4 separate regions of the Mus musculus genome follow, and regions 1, 2 and 4 are each linked to region 3. The links are chromatin contacts, called in public promoter capture Hi-C maps. All regions are on one chromosome and are shown on one strand. The core of a region is the stretch at or near the end of the contact, and the rest is flanking DNA. Distances in the headings are between cores, read along the strand shown.

Evidence for each region. Promoter capture Hi-C pulls out the DNA fragments that hold promoters and counts their contacts.
Region 1: a promoter capture Hi-C map of the 3T3-L1 cell line shows a contact between it and region 3, with 4 times the contacts expected there. The contact joins the enhancer-like site here to the promoter of Pdrg1 in region 3. A contact is called at or near these places in 6 of 39 promoter capture datasets (the 3T3-L1 cell line, the C10 cell line, the HPC-7 cell line and 3 more), 1 of 484 Hi-C or Micro-C datasets (the N1E-115 cell line), 1 of 115 datasets of contacts at active chromatin or transcription factors (large pre-B cells) and 1 of 9 other capture datasets (adipose tissue).
Region 2: a promoter capture Hi-C map of pre-B cells shows a contact between it and region 3, with 3 times the contacts expected there. The contact joins the promoter of Dnmt3b here to the promoter of Pdrg1 in region 3. A contact is called at or near these places in 9 of 39 promoter capture datasets (the 3T3-L1 cell line, the HPC-7 cell line, hematopoietic stem and progenitor cells and 4 more), 2 of 115 datasets of contacts at active chromatin or transcription factors (large pre-B cells and memory CD8 T cells) and 1 of 9 other capture datasets (liver).
Region 4: a promoter capture Hi-C map of neutrophils shows a contact between it and region 3, with 3 times the contacts expected there. The contact joins the promoter of Nol4l here to the promoter of Pdrg1 in region 3. A contact is called at or near these places in 11 of 39 promoter capture datasets (the 3T3-L1 cell line, the C10 cell line, the HPC-7 cell line and 7 more) and 1 of 9 other capture datasets (adipose tissue).

The regions. Positions count from the first base shown.
Region 1 is chr2:153,598,949-153,602,047 of GRCm38.p6, forward strand. No RefSeq gene overlaps it. Among named protein-coding and RNA genes, the nearest start is that of Commd7, 32 kb to the right of the region's middle. Within about 2 kb of position 1,568, at least 83 of the 459 cell types and tissues checked have an H3K27ac peak or open chromatin away from gene starts, as enhancers often do. A contact at or near this core is called in the N1E-115 cell line, where this site is marked.
Region 2 is chr2:153,647,907-153,650,994 of GRCm38.p6, forward strand. Dnmt3b (DNA methyltransferase 3B) reads left to right here and starts at 1,543. Exons shown (of 23, transcript NM_001271744.1): 1 at 1,543-1,834.
Region 3 is chr2:153,013,569-153,016,790 of GRCm38.p6, forward strand. Pdrg1 (p53 and DNA damage regulated 1) reads right to left here and starts at 1,815. Exons shown (of 5, transcript NM_178939.2): 1 at 1,666-1,815; 2 at 442-517. The coding sequence starts at 1,752.
Region 4 is chr2:153,528,218-153,531,314 of GRCm38.p6, forward strand. Nol4l (nucleolar protein 4-like) reads right to left here and starts at 1,754. Exons shown (of 11, transcript NM_001134300.2): 1 at 1,225-1,754. The coding sequence starts at 1,545.

The sequences.
Region 1 (3,099 bases), core at 318-2,817, 590 kb after region 3:
GCTGGGACTAAAGGCATGCACCACCACTGCCCGGCGACTGGGCACATCTTTAACTCATCATTTGGGAGGTGGAGGCAGATGGCTCTCTGTGAGGTTTGGGATCAGTCTGGTCTGTAGCAAATTCAAGGCTAGCCAGGGCTACACAGAGAAACCCTGACTCAAAAAATTTTTTTAAAAATTATTTTCACTTGTATGCATGATATACGTCTGCCGGAATGAGTTTATATGCATCATGTGCATGGGAGCACTGGAACTGCAGGCAGTTGTGAGCCTCCTGATGCTGGGAATCAAACCAGGGTTGTCTGGAGGAGCAGCAAATACTCTTAAGGGCTGGACCATCTCTCCAGATCAAGAAACTTAAAAAAAAAAATGTGGCGGGGCGTGGTGGCGCACATCTTCAATCCCAGCACTCAGGAGGCAGAGGCAGGTGGATTTCTGAGTTTGAGGCCAGTCTGGTCTACAGAGCAAGTTCTAGGACAGTCAGGGCTATACAGAGAAACCCTGTTTCCAAAAACAAAACAAAATTGTACTATTTTTGATTATACATCAGTGTGTATGGATGTTAGTGAAGATGCCCATGGGGACCCGAGATGTCAGCTCCCTGAAACTGGAATTAAAGGTAGTGTGAGCCTCCTCACGTGGGTGACGGCGATCAAAGGCGTCCTCTGGAGAAGCAGGGCACACTCTCAAGCAGAGATCCAGATCCTTAGTCCAGGCTGAGAAACATTTGAGGTAGGCATGGGACACACCCCTGTGACCCCAGCCATCCAGTGATGGGAGTAAGAGGAGAGTGTATTATTTCAGGATAAAAAGAAAGAACAAGCCGGGTGGTGGTGGCACACGCCTTTAAGCCCAGCACTCGGGAGGCAGAGACAGGCTGGTCTACAAAGTGAGTTCCAGGACAGCCAAGACTATACAGAGAAACCCTGTCTTGAAAAACCAAAAAAAAAAAAAAAAAAAAGAACAAGAGCGGGACTTGGTATCTCACATCTATAATCCTATAATCTCAGGACTTGAGAACTGGAGGCAAGAGGACCAGAAGTTCAAGGTCACCCTCAGCTATGTAGTGAGTTTGGAGTTAGTCTAGGCTACATGAAATCAGAACACCAAAAGGAAAGAAGAAAAAGGACTGCCAGGATACGCTTTTGTCACCCTGTGGAGTCCTTCCGTGATGGGGAAAGCGAGAGCAGTGTGAGCCTGCACAGGGCCAGACCCAGGATCCTTCCTTCCATCTTTGCCAGGACACAGACAGAAATGCCAGTTCCTTGGTGTAGGGGCTGGAGTTGGGCCAGAGGAGCACGGCATCCCTAAAGGGAGGTGCAGAGCCAAAGGCTATTCACCCATGCAGGAAAACTGAATGGTGCCTGCACAACACTGAAGCCATAAAGCTGGGCAGGGGGAAAGGAAGGTTAGAGGTGCTAGTGAGAGGCCTGTACCCAATGAGGAATGCTTTCCCTGAGCTGCGGGAACTGGAGGCTGGCTGCTGGTGCCAAACCAGGGACAGGGCAACCAGCAGGCCCAGGCCAGTGGAGCCAAGCCCAGAGGCAGCTCCCAGAGGAAAAAGGACAGCCAAGCAGCCCAGCCTATGGAGCCAGCCCCCTGCTGGCTGTCAGAGGCTCTGACCAGAACAGCGTGTCAGTTCTGTGAGCACCAGGAGGTTCACTTGTACTCTAGGAGCCAGAGGTTTGTCTTGTGCCTGGATGGCCCCTTGCCAGGCTTGAGGCCTTAGGGAGTGGGTAAGGAACAGGACAGAAAAGGACTTTATGGACTGTGAAAAAAAAATTAGTTAAAAGGAAAGAAGCAAGTAAATAAAGAAAAAAAGGAGTGGGAGGGAGGGAGGAAAGAGACAGAAAAAGAAACAGGCTAGGGGGTGGGGTGTGCACCCTTAGTCCTAGCACTTGGGAGGCAGAGAGAGGTGGATCTCTGAGTTCAAGGCCAGCCTGGTCTACAAGACAGCCAGGGCTACTTGGAGAAACCCTGAAGAGGGGCCGGGGGAGGGGGAAGAGGGGGAGGGGAAGAGGCAGTGGAATGTGCTAGACAAGCAGCCAGGGTCACCTTGGATTTCATTCCAAGAGCTTAGGCAAGAATGGGAGAGTACCACCATGCCATCCACTTGCTGTCCCTAGAGGCTGCCAAGCTTCTGTTTGGCAAGCCAGAGGGGTTGGGCGTGGATCTGGTGGGCGTGGCTCCAAGCAGATGAAACTGACTGCACACGTCCATGCTGGGTGAGGACAGAAGTGGCTAGAGCTTCCCTGACGAATGAAGCTGTTGTGGAGCTGCTGAGAATACCGAGAAGCCCTTGGACAGGTCGGAGGGCAGGAGAGCAGAAACAGGCCGGCCTCCCTCTTTCTGACTCAAAGCCACCCTTCCCTACAGCTGCATCTTCCCAGGAAGAGACCAGCAGACTTCATCTAATGAAGCCCCAAAGAACCCGACCAAACACATTTTGCCGAGGGCCCAGAATTGAAACGCTGGCCACGTTCTGAGTCTCAGAGAATGGCCACGTTGCTGAGCAACCAAAGAGTTATCCTGGACCTTCGTAGTCTCACACGTAGAGATTAGGTGGGCAGTGGGGCCAGCCCACCTCCGTGTGAGTACCTTCTGTAAGTAGTTTCCTGACCTTGGGCAAGATGCTTAGCCCTTCTGGGCTTCTGTGTCCTCAAGTGTATATCAGAACATTAGTAATTCCTATGGTTTGTAGCTCTTGGGAGGAGGAACAGAGCTAATGCCTATGGAAGCTCTTACTTAGCTGGGGCTGGAGAGGTGGCTTGGGAGCAGTACATGAAGTCTGCCTCCAGACATCTGGGCTCACTCATTCTTGCACCCATCTCAGGGGCTCACAACCTCCTGTAACTCCAGTTCCAGGACCTAAAGCCTCCACACAGGTGTACAACCCCAGGTACACACATATGCGTATTTTAAAAATCATTTTAAAAATTGTTTGAGGGGCTGAATGGAGAGATGGCTCACGGTTAAGTGCAAAGACTGCTCTATCAGAGGACCCGGGTTCAATTCCCAGCATCCACATGGCAGCACACAGCTGTCTATAACTCCAGTTTCAGGGGATTTGACACCCTCACACAGACACACATGAAGGCA
Region 2 (3,088 bases), core at 293-2,792, 630 kb after region 3:
CAAGCGACAGACCAAGACCACCTGCTCATCCAGACTCTTTTAAGGCATCCTCTTTTGCACCAACTTCCGGACACACTTCAGAGCCCTGGCAGTCAAGACATTCCTGCGGTTCCTCTTCCCTAGGGGGCCAGGTCCAGGCCGGGCTGGGCTTTCTCTCCTTTTGTCTTTTGACCAGTCTACTCTTTTTTAAGTAGAAAAGGGCCCAGGAAGTGTTAAGACTTGAAGTTCCCCAAATAGTCGCCATTTGCCCATTTACTCACTAACCAGGAAGAAGGGCAGGAGGAAAGCTGTGTTTAACAGGAGTTAGAACCCCAGAGGCAAGAGACCTGTGGAGATTCATTCATTCATTCATTCAACCAACTTGTATTGAGTTAATTCCTTTTGATGCTAGCCTCCCTGTGGACCTGTGCTCCTAGAGAGATGTGGCTTCCAGTTTCCATCTAGATGGAAGATGGAAGCCACCTCTGCCCCGCTAGGAGATGCAGACAAGACTATACAAAACAATCTCAGATGGGTTTCAGTGTTATAGGATTTGAAGACTGTTCTGTTTGGTGATAAGAAAGCCTCTTCTTGTGACAGATCTGGGGAAACAAAGTCTGAAAGGAGGAAAGAGGCCAAAGCTTTCCTTAGAAGGACAATGCTTGGTGTGTAGGAGGAGCAGCAAAGCAGAAGAGGTTGGAGTGAAGTCAGGGAGCCAACAAAATAAAAGATCCGTGAAAGCTGAGCCTGCACGTGCTAGGCCTTGTATCGAGCCGAGCCTTTGCAATCATTCGATTTGTTTATCCCTTTAACATATATTTATTTAGTGTCTACTTTAGTGATCACCATCTAATGTATGGAGACAGACAAGCAGGAAAACAAATAAACATGAACGCCAGGTGCCTATCATAAGTATTTGTGTTTCTCCAGTGGTTCAGCGTGGGCCTTTTGGCCGAGGCAGCCCTAAGCTGCAGGGTAGGGCTCCTCCCCAGCTGGCACGAGGAACCCAGGTAGTTGGGGGAACATGTATGCTTTTTCTTCCTCCAAGGCCTCCTCTCCCCTCAAGATGGCTGACAAAGGCCAAGCTAGGTGAAAGCAGGAAGCAGAACGGGGGTCCCCAGCGGGTGACCCATAGGGCCACTACAGCGCCCTGGACAGCTTTGCAGCGGAGGGATGGTCGAAAAGCCAATGCAGGGTTGCTGTGTGACTCCAGCAGGAGCTCTTCCCTCTCTGGGCCGCTCATCCAGACCTGTGAATGTGCTTGTATGTGCGTGTGTGCATCTGATCTGGATTGGGGGACAGGAAAGGGGGTGTCTCAGGTGGAGAGGGCTGGGAGCTATCCGTGGGCTCTGGTCATCTAGGAGGGTGACCCGCAAGGCATAGGGGGCCCAGGGGAGGCTCCCGAGGAGGCAGGGCGAGGAAGCTCGGGAGGGATTTCAAATCTCCCTCGCCCGTCCCCTAGGCCCGGCCGGCCGGTGAGTGGCTGCGGCGGGGGCGCCCCCCGGGCGGGGGCGGGGCCAGGGCCGGGCCCGGGCTACAAGGGCAGCGGCGCCGCCCCCTCCCCACCCACTCCCGTGCGCGCCCGGCCCGTAGCGTCCTCGTCGCCGCCCCTCGTCTCGCAGCCGCAGCCCGCGTGGACGCTCTCGCCTGAGCGCCGCGGACTAGCCCGGGTGGCCCACTGGCGCGCGGGCGAGCGCACGGGCGCTCCAGTCCGGCAGCGCCGGGGTTAAGCGGCCCAAGTAAACGTAGCGCAGCGATCGGCGCCGGAGATTCGCGAACCCGACACTCCGCGCCGCCCGCCGGCCAGGACCCGCGGCGCGATCGCGGCGCCGCGCTACAGCCAGCCTCACGACAGGTGAGCGCCACGCGCCCCTCGTGGGCTGGGACCTGGTGGTTGGGGCTGTGTGGGTTCCGGGACGACAGGTCCCCTGGTGGCGCCTGGATGTTTGCCGGGGTTGGGGAGAACGGGGCGCGTGGCGCTTAGCGGGACGGGGACACGGGACTGGGCACGGGGACAGAGGAAGCGAAGTCCCCGCTGCACTCCGCCACTCTGAAGAGTTGAGGGAAGGAGACCTGCAGCAACTTTTCTGGAGTGTAGAGTTGAGAACACTTGGGAGCGGAGTGGGGCCCGAGCGGTGGCTGTCCCCGGGACCCAAAGTCCTTACCTAGCCCAGTTCTTACCCAGAGCCTCCTCGGGGAGGAAAGGCTGGGATGTAGAGGCAGAAGTTGTTTTGTCAATGTAGTAGTGGTTGTGGATCCGTTCTGACTTGGAACCTCGCACTCCCAGGTTGGGATGGCGCTCTGGGTACCGGCAAGTGGGGATGCTAGATGGGCGTTGTCCCCGGGGTCCTCCGGAGCGGAGCCTCTTGTGCTGCAGCGTTGCCGGCTGCTGGGAGGGGCTGGCTGAGCACACCTGGCCGGGGAGGAGCCAGCGGGGGGCGGTTCCTCACCTTGCCGGCTGCCCTAGGGGCTCACTTTCCATTCTTAGCCTTCTTCCGGGGTGAGGTGGCCCCACTACCTAGTCCATACACTGAGTCCTTAATTATAAAATGACCCTCTGCCTCCACTTCCTAGCGGTTAATCGTCCGTGCTTCAGGGATTGCTTAGGGATACCTGTGGAATCCGTCCAGGCTAGAGGTTGCAATCAAAGCGGAGACCTACTTACTGCGTTCCCAAGGTTGGACTGCACGGAGGGGAAGAGTTTCTTGCTCCAGTCTCACCTGTGGCAGCGGCAGTCCTGTGATCTCCATGCCTCTGCCTGTGATTCCCTGTGATTTCTGCTTTGCACTCGGAAGCATATGAATTAAAATGAATTAAGGCCTCAGTAGAGTGCTTCCGGACTTGTGGATGTTGTGGGCTTTGGGCTGGTGACACTCACCGACCTTCCTCTGTCCACCAGGCCCGCTGAGGCTTGTGCCAGACCTTGGAAACCTCAGGTATATACCTTTCCAGACGCGGGATCTCCCCTCCCCCATCCATAGTGCCTTGGGACCAAATCCAGGGCCTTCTTTCAGGTAAGCTACCCACCACCACTGCATTACACCTCCCAGCTTCAAGGTAAACTTCCGTAAGGTTGGTAATACACCAAGCACCATCTTTATTGTGTGGT
Region 3 (3,222 bases), core at 565-3,064:
TGCCACCAGCCACAGCAGCCACCTGGCCTCATCTACTGAGCCCCATCTCTTCCCTCCAAGACAGTCTCGACACCCACCCATGGCCAACTCCATCTTTAGCTTTCTCACAATTTTCAGTTATGTGTTTGTGCTGCTTTCCTCGTGTGGAACATAAGGGCAGAACTATTGCTTTTATGTGCGGTGAGCACTCTCTGCATCTGCCATCAGTGAGTGAGGAGCTAATGGCCTGTCACTGAAGTGAGCATCTAAAATTCTGAGTCACAGCATATGTCTGACCTGCAACGCTCGCTCGCTCGCTCTTCTCCTCAAGCTGTCTAAGTTTCCCACGAGGGTGAGTCACACAGTCCCAGCCTCCTGCCTGGTTTTTACCAGGGATAATGAAGTCCTTCAGAAGACAACTGAACCGGCTTCCAGGGCTTCAGTAAGGATGTCGCAACTTACCAGAGACACTCAGGTCCTTCTGTAGGGCCCTCAGGCCCTCTCGGTTCTGATTCCTCTTGGTGTCCAGGTCTACAATCTGAAAACAGGAGCAGATGGGGACTCAGCTGCCTCCAGCCCCAATCTGAAGAGACAAGGTATCATTTCTGGCTAAGTTCCAAGGTCTTGCCTAACATGGAGGACTCAGGTGGGAAGGTGCTTCTTTACCCACTCAGCTTCCAGCTCCTCTGCTTCGACACAAACCTCCTTCCTCCAGAGAAGGTGCTAGGAAAATGCCTGCAGATTGAATCATTTTGTGTCATCCAGTCAACCTTGAGAGTGTACCAGAGTCACCAGGGAGTGAGCTGAGTGTCTTCTCTAGACAGTGACTACTGACACACTCTTGTTAGGTAACTCTGACAGTCTCACCAGACACTCAACCATACTGGACTGGAACAGCTGTGGCATGGTACCACTATGACAGCTAACTACTCAAGAGGTGACATCTGGGGCCGCAGCTAGTGAACCACCAAGCCTTCTCAAATATAGACCACAAAGAACCATTATGGCCATTATGACAGCGTTTGAAGACCATCAAATATATCAAGTATATGTCTCGCCCCATCACTACCATCTGGTCTAACTCTAGACCATCGGGATCACCTGAATGGTTCCCCGCTCTCTAGGAAGCAGCCAGAGAGAGGCATTTAACATCCAAATGCACGCCTATAATCCCAGAACTCAGGAGACTGACAAGGATAGACCACGGATTGTTCAAGGCTAACCTAGACAACACAGTAAGCCCTCTAAAGTTTAGAGTCTAAAGCAACCGATCCCCAGCACGAACTCCCTTTAGGGACTAACCACTTACCACAGAAACAGAACCAAGCACCCCTTTCGGATCTACGAGGCCCTCAACCCCTCACCCCCGCGCCCGACACCCACACACCCACACATCACACCCACACACCCCAGCGCATTGCCCAGACACATGCCGCCCATGTCTCAGTAACCTGATTCACGATGGGCCAGGGACTGCGTTTGGAAAGTGGTGTCAGGGGAGCCTCCCGCAGACAGTGAGAATCCAGGAGACCAGCAATGACCGGGCAGGGTGAAAGGAAGGCGACTATCCAGCACAGAACCAGTGCTCGCTCCGCGCCAGGCCGCTGGGACCAGTGACGCCGGAAGACCGGGTGAGCTCCCTGCCACCCCGCGCACTTACGCGCTCGCAGCCGCCACGTCTCTCACCTGCCGCTTGTCCGACAGCACGGCCTCGGCCAACTCCTCTACTTCGACCAGGTACCGCAGCACCCGCTCCGCCTCGGGGGACAGCATGGTGCCACGCACCTCTTCTGACACACTGCTACAACTTCACCTTGGCTCCTTCCGCGCACGCGCTGTTCTGGGACTTCCGGCACGCCTGCGCAGTGAAAAGAGCAAGCGCCGCAGCGGGGCTCCAGAGGGGCGGGGTAGGCTTTGGGAGCGGGGCAGGTGCGCCCCCTACAGGCTCTGAAGGAGCAACACAACGCACTGTCCATTTCCCTCCCTTCAAAGGGTTCCTGGGCATCCACTACATACCAGATTGGGTGTCAGGAACGCGGCTGCAAATAAAACATCCCGACTCTAGGAACGTCGTCCCATTGGAAAACAACGAACACTGAAGGCAAAATAATTACACATTATGGAAGGTAGTGATAAGGGATTTGGAGACACAGAGATCATAAAGTCCCGGTTTAACGACGCCCAGAAACTGAGTGTGGCAGACAGACTCATATTTTAATCCACGACGTTTTCAGCTTCCAGTTTGTAAATAATGGGTGATAGAAATTCCCCTCACTCTCTCTCTTTCTCCCCGGAAGATGGAAAGGAAGCAGTAATTATTTTAAATTGCATCTGGCTGCAGCATTTGTTGAATCTAATGTCCACAGTAGCAAGCCGAGATTCACAGAAGGAGCTGGAAACTGTCCAGGGGAGCAGTGGAGTGTCAGTAAGAGCGTAAGAGTGAATTAGGATCCAGGACTTCCCAGAGGAGGCGTGTGTGTGTGTGTGTGTGTGTGTGTGTGTGTGTGTGTGGTGACTGCCTGACAGAACCGGAGGGGTCCCCCAATGTTGCAAAGCTGGAGGCTCAGACGCTGGGCCTGGGAGTTTCTGCCTCACCAATCCTCTTTTGTTTTTCCGTGTGCGAAACTGGAATTACCCCAGTGCCTCTCAAACACCACGCTCTACCACTGAGCTATATCTCATCTATTTTCTTGTGTGGTGTGTGTGTGTGTGTGTGTGTGTGTGTGTGTGTGTGTTGCATGCGTGTAAGGGTGCTCTGTGCTCCTGCAGACACAAGCAGAGGCCAGACAGATTAGGGTGTCAGGTGTCTGTCTCTCCCTGATATTCTCACCTTATTGTCTTGAAATAGAGCCTCTCCTTGAAACAGAAGCTCACTTTTGGGCTAGGCTTGCTAGACATTGAGCTCTCTGGATCTGCCTGTCGCTGTTTGTTGCTGCTCACACAGCCATGTCTGGGTTTTTCTGTAGGCGCTTGAGATTCAAACTCAGATCCTTATTCTTGCAAAGTGAACACTCTTCATTCACGGAGCCACCTCCCCTAAGGCCTAACTCTGAGGTTCACTTTTTAGTCTCCTTTTTTGGACTCTGGGAAACTTAGCCCATTCATATTCTTTGCCTCACTTGAATTTCACGGACACTTTTTTTTTCTCACAGGATTATGCCTGTTTAGTTTTATAGCTGCAGGCTGAGGCTGAGAGAAGGGCTAATCAGTCACAAATTCCCCGGGGTGGAGGGTGCTGGTCTC
Region 4 (3,097 bases), core at 504-3,003, 510 kb after region 3:
ACGACCGAATCAATTGTGTGTGAAGAGCCCGCTCCGGCCGGGGACAGGGCTGAGCGCGGGGCGGGCGCGCCGGACGGGGGAGGAGCGCGGAGGGGGGAGCGGGGGAACAGGGAGGAGGGAGGCCGGCGCGGGGCGGCCGGGCTCTAGTGCTCCGGCCGGGCGAGGCCAGGGAGGGGCGGCGGGGAGGAGAGCTAGGCTGGCCCGACCGGGCCGGGGACCGAACACACTACCCGAAGGTCTGGGCAACGGAAAGTTCAAAGCTCAGCAGCGCCCCGAGAGCAGCCGCCCCCCCCCAGCCCCCACCCTCTGCAGAACAATGAGGTCCCGGAGGGGGGAGCCGCGGGGCCCAAGCCTCACGCCCTCTCGGGGCGCCCCGAACCGAAGGGGATGCCCCCGCCCGGCCACTGGCCACCAGCCTCCTTTCCCGGGGCTGCGGTTACCCGCCCCCCTCCCCAGCGCCAACCGGGCCAGCCTGAGAGACGGGGGAGGGGAGGGGATGAATAGGTCATGCCGCCCCCGTCCCAGGGTGGGGGGAGCGCGGGGCCCGGGGGGCGGCGGGGACGCCCCACCCACCCTTGGGAGGCTGCTCCTGCGCCAGGCTGCGGCTCTGGCTGCCCCTCCCCGGGCCAGTGCCGGGTGGGGTCGGGGCGACAGTGCCAGGGCTAGCCCCCTCCCCTAGTGCGGGGAGGCCCAGTGGACTCCCCGTCCCGCCGCTGCCCCTGCCTCCCCACCCCCGCAGCACCACCCTACACACACACACATAGATACACGCGCGCGCGCACACACACACACACACACACACGCACACACACACCGCCCAGCCGGCCCGGGGGCGGGAGCGCGAGGCGCCCGGGACAGGCGGCCTCCGGGCGGGAGGGGGGGAGGCTGGAGCTCCGTAGCAGCCGCCTGCTGGCTGGGGGGAAAGGGGGAGGGGAGGGGACGAGAGGACAGAACACGCTGGGGTGAGCAGCCCGGGACAGCCCGCCCGTCACGGCCATGGCCCGATCAGCGGCGCAGAGGGGGCAGGGACGCCCCAAACCCCGAGCGCTGCCCGGGCGGGCCAGGGAGGGCTAGTGAGCAGGGACACGCACGCCCCGGGTGGGCTAGACACACGGACAACCCCAGAAACACACCATTCGGACACACATCCACACCCCCACCCCGCCCCCGCCCTCCCCAATCCCGGCCACGGGACTAGCCCGCGGCCGCCGCGCGCGCACTCACCGAGCCCGTCTTGACCGGCACATACACCACTTGGCCCATCTTGGGTTCCCGGCCGCTGCCCAGGCGGAAGCCCTTGGAGCGCACCCAGAACTGGAACTTGCCTTTCTCGCCCGCCGCCGGGCCGCTGCCCGCGCCGGTCCCGCCGCCACCCTGCAGGACCTCGGCGATCCGCTGGTATTTGCTGCGTGTCACTGTCTTGGTTTTAGCCGAGTCGCCGTAGGTGCGCAGGCACCAGTCCCGGAACTGGCGGCCCAGCTCCGAGTCCCCGGGGCTGCGCTCGCGCTCCCAGCCCCCGCGCAGCAGCAGCGTCGGCTTCGGCATCCTCCCGCCGCGCCCGGCGCCCTCGGGGGCGGGCCGGCCACCGGGCCGCCCGGTGCTGGAACTGGGCTGGGCTGGGCCGGGCTGGGCAGGGGCGCGCCGCGGCCCGGGCTGTCCCGCGGTGTGGCTCTGGCGCGGCTGCTGGATGGGCGCGGGCGGCGGCCGGACGCGCGGGGCTGCGGCGCGCTCTGTCCTGCTCGGGCGGCGGCGGCGGCGGCGGCGGCGTTGGCGGCGGCGGCTCCGACTCGCCTCCTGCTCCGCCTCCTCCTCCCCCCGGCCGGGATGCAGGAGAGATGGAGGCAGCTCCGGGCCCGGAGGTGCAGAGGGGGCGGGCCGCCCCGCGGGCGGCCAGGGGAGGCGGGAGGCGGGGAGCGGCCCCGGGCACGGGGAGCGAGACCGAGCCTGGGCGCGGGCGGCAGCGGTGGCTGTCAGCTTGCGCGGCTCATCCTGCTCCTGCTCTGGCTCCGGCTGGGGCTCCCGCTGCTGCTGCTCTTCCTCCTCCTCCTCCTCCTCCTCCCGCGCCCGCCTCCACCACGCCGCGGGATCCCACCTGTTAGAGCGGCGCAGGCTGCGCCGCCGCCCGCCCCCCTCCCTCCCGCGCCCGCGCGCCCAGCCCCGCCCGGCCCGGCCCCTGGGGGCGCGGGGGCTGCTGCACCCGCAGCGGCCGGGAGGGCAGCAGCGGCAGGCGCGCGGTACCCAGCTAGGGATCGTGTTCCATCCGGCTGGTTCGGCCCACAGCCTGGAAGGCCGCACTCTGTCGGGACGGGCTGACTGTCCCGCAGGCAGTAGGGCACAGATCATAGCCCAGACACTGGCGTCCCCAGCCTCCCCGATTGGGTCGTCTTAGCCGAGGTAGCCCAACCCTGGCGGTGTGGGACAGGCTCCTCTCCTCACTCCTGCAATTGGCCTGACCGCTCTGGTGTCAGTATGGGTGCCAGAATAGGAATGTTCCCCCGGGGGGGGGACCCCAAGCCACCACCCTTTGGACCCCCAAACTTTCTCTCCTTCCACCTCATCTGAATTCCCCCAAGATTGGCCGGCCTTGCCTTAGTGTAGGTGGGGGTGGGTAGCCCCAGGCCCTATAGAAGTCACCTTGTCCGGTGGCCTTCCTGGTGCCAACCTCACTGAGCCTCTGAAGACCTTGAACACACCCACAAACCCATTCTGAGAAGCCTGACCTTCCCGGATGCACCTTGGCCTAGAATCCCTTGGAGAATAAACTTAGTGATCTCACACCCCCTCCCACCTGAGCAGATCTGACCAGTGTAGAACTTCCTCCTCCCCTATGAATTATAAGCATAAATAAAGGTTCAAGTCAATCCTCGAAGATTTCTGCCTTCCTTTCTTATCAGGGCATAAGAAATTACTGCATTATCCTTTCTGCTGTCCCCTGGCGGCCACCCCCATGTCATCAGGCCACTCTTACAGACACATTATCACTCAAGAGTTGAGTCCCAGAACAGGATCATTTTCTGCCTAAGAACTCCAAGGTGCCCATACCCGAGTCATTGAGACAATTGTGTGCCAGGCCCTGGCAGCTGTGAAGCCATCCCCA